2 separate regions of the Pan troglodytes genome follow, and region 2 is linked to region 1. The links are chromatin contacts, called in public HiChIP or PLAC-seq maps. All regions are on one chromosome and are shown on one strand. The core of a region is the stretch at or near the end of the contact, and the rest is flanking DNA. Distances in the headings are between cores, read along the strand shown. Region 1 holds the start of VAPA (VAMP associated protein A). Region 2 holds the start of PPP4R1 (protein phosphatase 4 regulatory subunit 1).

Region 1 (5,385 bases), core at 2,053-4,552:
CATAGGTCACATGGTTCATTATTCCTAGCTTAAATGTTAAACAATAGAGAAGTCAATGACATTTTAAATTGTTGCCTTGATCACTGTGGGTTGTCATTTTATTGCGGCTTTGGGAAGAGCAAAAATGCACAGAATAGAACATTGGGCAATGTCCCCTGCCCATAGCTGAGCTCTATTACTAAGATGAGATGCTGTCATCTGTGTTTTCATTTCCACATTTAACAACAAAAGCGGCACTTGCCAACTGTCATGAAGTTGTTCTGAGTAGGGTGTGATGATGTTTGTAAAGTTTGTAGTGCTGGAAGAAAAGTACTAATAAACACCAAAGCACAAACCACTTAAATAGTGCACAATTTGATGTGAAGTAGATGATTCAAAATGACTCAGTGATTATTAATCTAATGCTCTAAAATATGAATAGGGGATTAATCCCAAGATGTTTCACATATTCTTAGAATATTAGAATTTTAAATTCTTATATGTTTTAAGACTATACCTACATGATTTTTGAAGCAATATTGAGAAGCGAAAAAACAGTTGATTCCAATGACAGATGACTCAAATGGGCAGAGATTTCTTAATAATATAGACTGGGAAACTAGAATACATCCAATTCAGGCTTCCCATTAAATCTATAGTGAATGGGCGATCATTCATCCTCCCATAGGGGAGTTACTGGGAATTTCCTCTGCATGCTATTCTGCTAGTTGACTATTTGCACATGGGGGCTTCCCAAATGGTTTCCGGTAAGAGAAGTGTGCTTCCCGCTATGGAGGGACTGGATCAGCCTAGGCTAGCTGGCCCATGGAAGAGAGTTCTTAGGCCGGCAAAAAACTGGAGTTTGTGAGGGCCTTTAGGGTTGTCAATTCACAACTAAACCTATGTGGGACACTATCCTTCGGACTGATTGTCACTTTTAGCTTTTTTTTTTTCTTAAACAAAAACAAAACTTGAACCCCCATTTTAATAAACAATTTTTTTTGTATTCTACCTTAATGATAATTGACTTCTCAAAATAAATTTTGTGAATAGGAAGAAATCACAGTAAAGGTAAATTTAGAATATGCTTCAAACTACTTAAGCACTCTATCCTCCTGCATCCGGAGTTGATTCCTTCCAGTGGGTTCCTGGTCTTGCTGACTTCAAAAATGAAGCCCCGGACCTTCACGGTGAATGTTACAGCTCTTAAAGATGGCACAAACCCAGGCCAGGCGTGGTGGCTCATGCCTGTAATCCCAACACTTTGGGAGGCCAAGGCGGGTGGATCACTAGGTCAGTCCTGTAATCCCAGCACTTTGGGAGGCCAAGGCGGGTGAATCATGAGGTCAGGAGATCGAGACCATCCTGGTTAACACGGTGAAACCCCACCTCTACTAAAAATATAAAAAAATTAGCTGGGCATGGTGACAGGCGCCTGTAGTCCCAGCTACTCAGGTGGCTGAGGCAGGAGAATGGCGTGAACCTGGGAGGCGGAGCTTGCAGTGAGCTGAGATCATGCCACTGCACTCTAGCCTGGGGGGACAGAGCGAGACTCCCTCTCAAAAAAAAAAAAAAAAAAAAAGAAAGAAAGAAATGATGGCACAAACCCAAACCCAAAGACTGAGCAGCAGCAAGATTTATTGTGAAGAGCAAAAGAACAAAGCTTCCACAATGTGGAAAAGGACCCAAGCAGGCTGCCCCTGCAGGCTGGGGTGGCCAGTTTTTATTGGCTTATTTGTCCCTGCCCATGCCCTGCTGATTGGTCCATTTTACAGAGTGCTGATTGGTCCATTTTACAAACCTCTAGCTACCTACAGAGTGCTGATAGGTGCATTTTTACAGAGCACTGATTGGTGCATTTTACAAAACTCTAGCTAGCTACAGAGTGCTGATTGGTGCATTTTACAATCCTCTTGTAAGAAAAGTTCTCCAAGTCCCCACCCAACCCAGAAATCCAGCTGGCTTCACCTCTCACTCCCAGGAATTTCAGGGCTGAAAACACATTCCTCCTGGGTGGCACAATCTTCTGTGAATGCCAGGCTAGCAATTCCAGCAGGCTGTTCCTGGATGGACCCTGATACCTGGATCGCACATGAAAACTTGGATTTGGTGCCTACTTCTAGACTACTGTTTCGTCTCGTTTATTTTCTAGACAAACTGTGCTGCTCCATGGCAGTAGCATCAATATGTCTTTTGTTTCGTGGCGCTACCTAGGGATTTAAATTCAAACCGTATCACAAAATACAATAAAGGTTTATTTACAGCACATTGGTTTCATTTGACGTTCCTGTACCGGACTACCCTGGCAATCGGCTAAAGTTTTGTCAGCAAGTTTGCTGCTGGGATTTTTCTTATTTGGTTCAGTTTACTACAGCCTATCGTAAGTGATGCAGATGGAGTTAGTTTCTAACATGTGAACGTGAGAACTGTTTTGGTTTGGGTCCATCATTAAAACTGAAGAAGATTATTTGGGTTCGATGGTGTAGATTTTTGACTTTTATTTCTAGTTTCTGTGTGCTTTGTCATATTTCCCCTTGCTTCCTAGACGAGGTGCGTTTCCTTATCTGATTTTGCATCACTGCAGAGAACTCAGGAAGCAGGAGAGGCTGAATTGGATACCACGGGGAATGCAGCCCTGCCAACAGAGGATTGGATAGAATTAGAGCAAACGGACACATCCCCCCACGCCTGTTCTCCACAGGGCAGATTTTATTAATATATTTCTAACATTGGGGCCTCGTTTCAGTCTTCAAGTTTTTTCTTTTTTAGCGCAAACTAGACGCGCTCTGAGAGCCAAAATTAGCGTCCGCGAACCCCACCCCATTCGCCTCCAACAGACCTAGCTCTCCTTTCCACCCACAAACAGCCGTTACTACAGTTCCCAGCAAGCACCGCGCAGGGCCGCAAAGGGCCAGGCCCTCGGCGAAGGCCCCGCCCCGCAGGGGGCATGCCGGGAGTTGTAGTGAGTGGGCGCTTCCCTACTACTACTTGTCCCTTCCACTGGGCATTCCCACTTGGAAGAGTGTGATGCGCTGCCAGAGCAGTTTCTCTAGTTCCGTACTCGGAGCTCAAGGTGACAGAGGACTGCGCTTCCAGCCCTGCGCTGCGCATCGCGTCGGTCCCGTGGACCTTTGCCCCGCCTCCTTCCACACCCGTTCCCTTGACAGCTGGGCTGCGCTCCGGGCCGCGGCAAGCCGCGAGCGCGCAGGCGCAGCAGCCCCGCGCCGCGCTAGGCAGGCCTGGAGGGCGGGACAAGCGCTAGGAGCTCCCGGCCGGGGGCGCGCACGTAGGCACGCAGAGGCCGTCACGTGGGTCGCCGAGGATCGCAGTGCGCGTGGCCGTGGCGGCTGGTGTGGGGTTGAGTCAGTTGTGGGGCCCGGAGCTGCTGACCCAGCGGGTGGCCCACCGAACCGGTGACACAGCGGCAGGCGTTAGGGCTCGGGAGCCGCGAGCCTGGCCTCGTCCTAGAGCTCGGCCGAGCCGTCGCCGCCGTCGTCCCCCGCCCCCAGTCAGCAAACCGCCGCCGCGGGCGCGCCCCCGCTCTGCGCTGTCTCTCCGATGGCGTCCGCCTCAGGGGCCATGGCGAAGCACGAGCAGATCCTGGTCCTCGATCCGCCCACAGACCTCAAATTCAAAGGTAGGCAGAACGGGGACACCCCCGGGTGGGGTGGGGCGCGCGGACGGCTGGCTGGCGGCGGGGGGCGCGGAGGGCACGTCGGCGTCCCTGGCCCAAGGGAGCGCCCCCTCCCCCACGCCCCGGCGCCTTCCCTTTCCCGGCTGCTTTCTTGCCGCCACCTCGGCCGGCCTGCCCCTTGCTCCGGCCCGCTTCATCCCCTCCCGCCCGCCCGCGCTGCGGTGCGCGCGCCGGCCGGGGCGAGGCGGAGGGGAGCCCGGCCCTGGCGCCGCCGCCGCCGCCATCTTGCGGTCCCGCGGGGGCGCCTCCTGGGCGTCCGGTCCCGCCCGCGCCGCGGTCCGCCTGGGCCCGCGTCCTTGGCCCCAGAGGCCGACGGCGTGCTTCGGCGGGGCGTGGGCGGCTGGGCACCCGAGGGCGTGCGCTCTGGGCTGCGGCGGGGAGTGGGCTCTGGAGGTGGCGCAAGCTGCGTCTGTCGCCCGCTCCCGGCTGTCAGCGGCGCGGGGAGGCTAGGGCGCGGCGCGGGACCCCTTGGGAGTGAGAGCCGCCCCCCCGGCCCCTGCCCCGGCCCGGGGAGAGCTCGGTGCAGCCGGCCCTCGGGTTCCGCGGAGGGCGTCGCTTGTCACCTTTCCGCCAGGTTTAGAACTCGGCCGTCAGGTGTAGGACGCGCCGGGGAGGTGGAGAGTCCTTGGAGGTGCCTGGCGAGGGCTGCCCGGTGCTGTTGGCACGGACCCAGGTGCGTGCGGGCAGGAGCGATGCGTCAGCTGCAAACGGAGAGTTGTAGGTTCATAGTAGCGGGGCTTCCTGCCTTCTACGACATTTCAGTGTGCCACCCGCGTGCTTTTATTTAGCCCTTTAGTTGAGCTCCTCTGCTGAGAAACCTTCAGTGCGTGTGACTTTTTTGCTTTTACGTTTGCGGTTTCCGACAGATCCTGAGAAGGCTGATAAGGTGTCACCCAGCTCTGGAACTTTGTAGGTTTTTGTAGTACTGCCGGTGATAAGTTTTTAGTCTGACTTGGTGATCCTGGAAGAATCCCAGGGGCTTTTGGTCCGTTTCCTTGTCAATGTGTAGTGTACTTTAGGAAAGAGAGTTAAAATGTACAGATTTTTATTTTTTTTCTTTGTTCTTAAGGAATACTGAAAGAGTGTGGACATCTAATAGAAAGTAGGTTCCTTCCTATCTTTAGTTAAGTGTAAAGTGAGTCCCGTTTTGGAAGTCTATGTCTTGTATTTCAGTTGTTGAATGAGAACAATTTTTGTGAGGTGTATAGCAATTCTAGTGCTAAAAGAAAAAATTAAATCCTTTATTGTTGTGTAAGGCTGAGTCCAAGAGAAAACCAACTACATTGTTTTCCATAGGAAAAACTTCAGTTTTAGGAATTTAAAATATATTCTGGAATTATGAGATTAATATTGCATAACTACATTGCAAGCTTTTTAGTGCGTTTACAAATTTCTTTGAATAGAAGTGTAAGTGAGCTACTTGTTGGGTAAGGATTTGGTTTTAAGGTTCAGTGAATGTATTTTATTGCAAGTTTATGTAAGTTGTGTGATTTTTACGTAGTTGTAGCTGGGGGAAAACCTTTGAGGAATTATGAAGAGTCCTGACTCAGCCATTATCTTGAGATAATTTAATGTAAATCTATATGGTGTGTTTTTTTTAATATTTCGTTTTTATCTTTTGATTGGCTGTGTTTACAGTGAACATTTGCTCTACTGGATAACTATGTGTAAATTGCCATTAGGGATTTATAAGCCTTTACAACCAGTTTTAG
Region 2 (5,385 bases), core at 1,563-4,062, 300 kb before region 1:
TTGTAAACCACTAGAGGGCATGGGTTGTGCCCATCTTTCTCAAAGCTCCATCCCCAGTACCTGGCAGAGTGTTGAAACTCATGGTTGAATTTTTCACAGGTATGCCTTCCCCTCTACACTGTGCTTCTTGGGGGCTAAGGAAGAAACTGACACTGCATTTCATCCTTCAGGAGTGAGAAGTTTTTGCTCCAGTCATAAATACTTGCTGAATAAATGAATCTTCTATTTACGAAGCCGAACATAAATATAAAAAGCCCTCCTCGAGGTAACATAATCAGGGCCATTTCTCCAATCCTAACCTGGCAAGAGATCTGAAATCAACAGCTGCCTTAAATAATATCTCAAACTTACTATTAGGCAGATAAGTGGCTTAAGGTAAACATTAAATAAAATGTTAAAGCTGCCCTTCACTACATGAGTACTGCTCCCTTTAAGAGAGCTGTTTTGAGCCACCTCACTAAAAACACAGACTTAGCAAAAGTTTGGATGTGGTTCATTTACTTTAAAGATAAATTATTCGTTTCAGATAATCCATCTAAATAGTAAATCCCCCTTACTTTACTCAAAACAACCAGGAATCTAAAAATTAAGTTTACTCTGAGTAAGGGAACCACATTAGACAATGCTAAGGATTAACTACAGAGTATTTAAAAGAGTAATTTCAAACTGCAGCCATCTCTGAAATTACTTATACAGGTATTAGACAGTCAATCTCAGCATCCAGTAGGCTTTCCACTAAACAGACCACAATCCTACTATGGTTATCATCTCAACTCAGAACAATTTCTTGGTCCCTTATGTATCCCATGATCTTCGCTTATATATTTGGCACACTCTTCATTTTTAAAATGCATCTCAAAACCTATTGATTTTTTGATGGGTCACTATTTTGGAAGATTAGCGTGAATAGAAACTATTTTAAGTTAACTGCAATTGGTCACTTCTTTCAATACAAACCTGCTTAACTCTTTTGTCTTTTCTATCGTGACCCAAATTATTTTCTGAGGCTTAGAAAAGTACACATAAGACGAAAAATTCCTTTCTAAATATCAATTCCGTCGCCATCAGCAAATGTCAGAAACTTTGTCTTTTTAAAAATAAAAGCGTCAACTCTTTAAAAACTTCAGTACCTCAAAGGAAAGCTGCACTGTTAACACTGAAGGAGGGCTGGGTGATTTCTGAACATCCGCATTAAAGAAATATGCTCTCCAAACCTAGTAATTCCTGAGGAGGCCACACCTTCTAACCTTCTCGTAATCCACTAATCAAATCGGGAGCAATCTAAAAACTGCTACCAGCCAAAGTAAAATGACAGGTATGTCATCCTCAAACAATCCAAAACCGGGTCGGGGAGCCCAGACGGCTAGCCGGGGCCCAGGCTGCCCCCCGGGCGCTCCTGGAAGGGCGACTCTAAGGAAACACACCTCCCGCGCGAGCCTCTTCCTTCCTAGAGTGACGGGGGAAGGGGACACCAGGGGCAGAAACACACGCAAACCCCACTTCAAATCCTGCCCCACCGCTTCTTCCAAAACAGCCGCGCCACTGCTGAGCCCGCAGGCGATTCGGGGGCGCCGGGAGAAGAGAGCGAAGGGCGGAAAGCGAACTTGGGCGTTACTCCGGGCGTCTCCCTCCCCCAGCGGAACCTGGGCGCGCCGTTTCCTCACGGACGCGAGATTTTCCCTCCAGATCGCCACCCCAGCCCGCCTGGGGCCGCCCTCGCCCACCGTCCCCTCAGCCAGCCAGGGCCCGGCCCAGGCCTCGCCGCCGCCCGCCCTCCCCGGCCGCTCCCCGCGGAGTGCCAGGCCACCGCGAGGCCGGGCCACTCACATCCGTCTGCGTCCTCCTGCAGGTCCTCCTGAAGCAGCGAGAGGTCTGCGCCGAGGGGAGAGAAGAAAGGCCCGGTCAGCGCCCCGGGGCCCGGCGCGACGCCCCCCCCGCCCGCCCCCCCCGCCCCGGGGGCGCCTTCCCGCGCCGGGACCCCACGCCGGCCCCGGCCCGGCAGCCACTCAGGGCTGCGGCGGAGGGCGGGTGGGCTCGAGGAGCCGCCGCCGCCCGGAGAACAGGGGGCCACGTACCCGCCATCTTGTGGTCGCCCCCTCCTCCGCGGCCGCCCGGGGATCCGGGGCTACATGGAGCGGCGCGAGCCGGGGAGCCGGTGGACGCGCGCGGGAGGGGCGGCGGGGAGGAGGAGGGCCGGGCTGGCGGGGGCGCGCGCGCGGGGCGGGCCGAGGGCCCGGGCCTGCCGCGGGCGGCGCGGCTCCCGGCCGCCCGGGCCCCCGGCCGCGCCCCGCCCCGCCTGCCCCTCCGCGCGGCTCCCGGGCGACCGGCGCTCCCGCCTCCCGCCTTTCCCGCTCCTTGCCGGGCCCCGGCCCGGCGACGCGCGCTCACACCCTCCTCCCGAGCCGCCCTCACGCCGAGCGCTGCGGACGGGGGCGCGCAACCTGCCGCCGGCCGGGACCCTGCGGCGAGTGCCGGAACCCGGCCGGGCGGGGCCTCCCGCGGCCCGGCCGCTTTATTGGGTCACCGGCCTCGCCCACCGCCCTGCCAGCCGCAGCCATCTCAGCGGGCGCGCCGCTCGCAGCCAGCGCCCCATCCCCAGGCCTGCACGTACGTCGTCGGCGATCCGGGGCCGGGGGCGGCTCCGAGGTCGTCGGGGCCGGGGTCCCACCTCCTCTTGGAGGAAGCGCCGCCTTCCCACCCGCCCGGGGCCCTCGCCAAGTGGCTGCTAACAAAGCCCAGGGCCCGGCTGCGGGATGGTTGACTGACAAAGTCATGCCTGCCTAGCCAGCTTCCTCGTGCAGCACGGTGAAGGCTGGGGCGCCGGGTTTTTACTCCCACGTCCTGCCAACTCGAGCTGACAAGGCGGGCAATCCACCAGCGGGAGCGTTGGCAGGCCCGGGGTCAGATCCTGATTCAGCCAGTTAATTGGTAGGAGTGGGGCCCATTTGTAGAATGAAGGTGATAACTGCTTCGTGGGGTTATTGGCATTAAATGAAGAATGTAGGGAACCTAGCATGGTTCTTGATGTCTAGGAGGTGCTCGGTGAAGGGTGCCTATGATTCGCTTTGTCTTCTAAATACTTTTGGCAGCACTTGAGGTGTTAAAGTCTGTATCCCAGACTTTATTTGTCTTGTTGTTTTACGTGACTTAAGCGATTAGCTCAAACGCCCAAGTACAAAATGGGGCTAAACCCAGGTTTTCCGACACGGTTCTACCTCCATGGCTCTATCTCCAGCTCCACCCAAGGCCTCCAAAATGGTGGTCTCCTAAAGTGACCAACAAAACACCAAGCTGTGTCATGGTGCCACTTTGGCGATGTGGTCTCTTAGGAGAGGGAATTCTAAGTAGTTAATTAGCTTGTTCCTTTCTACGTTGTAGTCTTGACCAAGGACAATGTGTTGGCATTTAATGCCACTGAAGATTTAAGAGACTAAGGAATCAGATCCTCTGAGATTCCTAAATCTGTGTAATAAAATGGGTTCTACACATAGCTATTCCAAAAAAATCAGTCAGATATTACTAACAAGATAGACAGATTATAATCTGTATGAAATTTCTAGGAGTAATAAAAATCAGAATAGACCCCGTAACCCCGAGTATGTGTCTAATTTTCTCAACTATAAAATAATTAAAACTAAAGGCCTTTCTCTTCCTCCCTTGGTGAATGCCCTTATGTGAATTCAGCTGACACACTCAGAATGACAAAGGAGTTAGAAATTCACATCAACAGCAATTGGTCCCAACTGACTCAAACCATGAGACTTCTGCCCTGCTAAGATACCTTGTCAGTATCTACCACTTTAGCAATTCTGGGTAAATGGGGGAAGAAAGAGCCAAATCAGCTCTTTTTTTTTTTTTTTCATTAAAAAGCAAATTTTTTTTAGAGCCAGAGTCTTGCCTTACGTAGCCCAGGCTGGAGTGCAGTGGCACAATCATGACTCACTGTAACCTCGAACTCCTGGCCTCAAGAGATCCTCCCATCTCAGCCTCCCAAGTAACTGGAACTAAAGGCACAGGCCACTCCACCTGGCCAATTTATTTTTAAAATTTTTTAGGGACGTGGTTCTACTGTGTTGCCCAGGTGGGTCTTGAACTCCTGCCCTCAAGCAATCCTCTGGCCTTGGTCTCCCAAAGCGCCAGGATTACAGGTGTGAGCCACCAAACCCGGCCCAAATCAGCTCTTTATTCTAACTGGTGGTCTCACCGCAACAACACAAAATCTACAGCGTGCCAACTGTGCTTCAGCCGCTGGATGCACTAAGACAAAACTGTCTTGATCTACACAGTTGAGTTAGACTTAACAGTTCTCAGTAATCATGATAAAATAGGGACTATGTACCAAATGCTAGCCTAGGATATGGAACAACTAATTCTGCCTTTGGTAGCTAGGCCTCAGTAAGTTTTATCTCAGTATTCTGTGGGAAGGGCAGCAAAGGAGGAGGATCTGTATCATTTTTCTGTATTCAAGAGCTATGCATTTGATTATCATCTTAGCTGAATTACACATTGCAAGAAGTGCCTTTAAGCAATATGGTTTTTAGATATTTCAGTGACGGTATCATTCATGGTTCAGCACAAGTATGTGTTTTTTACATTTCACTTTCTCTCACTCTCCTTTCTGAAAGAAAGGAGTTTTTAAACCAGTGTTTACAAACTGCACTCTGTCCCCTTCTTCTAAGAAATAATATTTAAACAAATAATAGCAATCATTATTCTACATACCTTTAACCCAGCTTCACTTACAATGCAGCTCATGGATGGCAGAGCTGTGTGTTGTCCGTGGTCAGACACACAGGAAGTCTGAATTGTTATCCTGCTCTGCCACTGAAATGTGTAAAATATAGGGGGAGTGTTCCAAGTCATTTTTCTAAAAGCATCATCCAACTATGTAAGTACTAAGGCCTGCATTTTTAAGAATAAGTCCTCTTCCAAATGATAATGAAAGGGTTTTTGTTTGTTTGTTTTTGAGACAGGCTCTTGCTCTGTCACCCAGGCTGGAGTGCAGTGGTGCAGTCTCAGCTCACTGCAACCTCCACCTCCTAGGCTCTGGCAGTCCTCCCACCTTAGCCCCCTAAGTAGTTGGGACTACAGGTGGGTGCCACCACACCCAGCTAATTTTGGTATTTTTTCGTAGAGACGGGGTTTTGCCATGTTGCCCAGGCTGATCTCAAACTCCTGGGCTCAGGTGATCTGCCCGCCTTGGCCTCCCAAAGTGCTGGGGTTATAGGCATGAGCCACTGTGCGTGGCCACAGTGACAATTTTTCTTAGCAGCCAATGAGCCTTGGAAATTAATGTGTCTGGCTTTTCAACCACAAACAAACATAAAAAAAAACATGGCGAAAACATTGCTAATAAACAAAACCCACCTGATGTTGCTTGCCACT

The links. HiChIP or PLAC-seq counts read pairs in DNA pulled down with a chosen protein or histone mark.
Region 2: a contact with region 1 is called in an H3K4me3 HiChIP or PLAC-seq map of stem cell-derived excitatory neurons, with 4 times the contacts expected there. The contact joins the promoter of PPP4R1 here to the promoter of VAPA in region 1. A contact is called at or near these places in 1 of 7 Hi-C or Micro-C datasets (stem cell-derived neural progenitor cells) and 1 of 1 datasets of contacts at active chromatin or transcription factors (stem cell-derived excitatory neurons).

What each region holds. Positions count from the first base shown.
Region 1 is chr17:20,981,969-20,987,353 of NHGRI_mPanTro3-v2.0_pri, reverse strand. VAPA (VAMP associated protein A) reads left to right here and starts at 3,302. Exons shown (of 7, transcript NM_001280235.1): 1 at 3,302-3,616. The coding sequence starts at 3,559. LOC129137842 (a long non-coding RNA gene) reads right to left here and starts at 3,165. Exons shown (of 2, transcript XR_010152020.1): 1 at 3,041-3,165; 2 at 2,214-2,614. It overlaps TXNDC2 (thioredoxin domain containing 2), which reads left to right. Exons shown (of 2, transcript XR_010152021.1): 2 at 1-1,375.
Region 2 is chr17:21,281,930-21,287,314 of NHGRI_mPanTro3-v2.0_pri, reverse strand. It overlaps PPP4R1 (protein phosphatase 4 regulatory subunit 1), which reads right to left and starts at 2,812. Exons shown (of 20, transcript XM_009433642.4): 1 at 2,612-2,812; 2 at 1,828-1,872. The coding sequence starts at 2,774. It overlaps LOC104003075 (a long non-coding RNA gene), which reads left to right and starts at 2,843. Exons shown (of 3, transcript XR_002940493.3): 1 at 2,843-2,928; 2 at 4,751-4,888.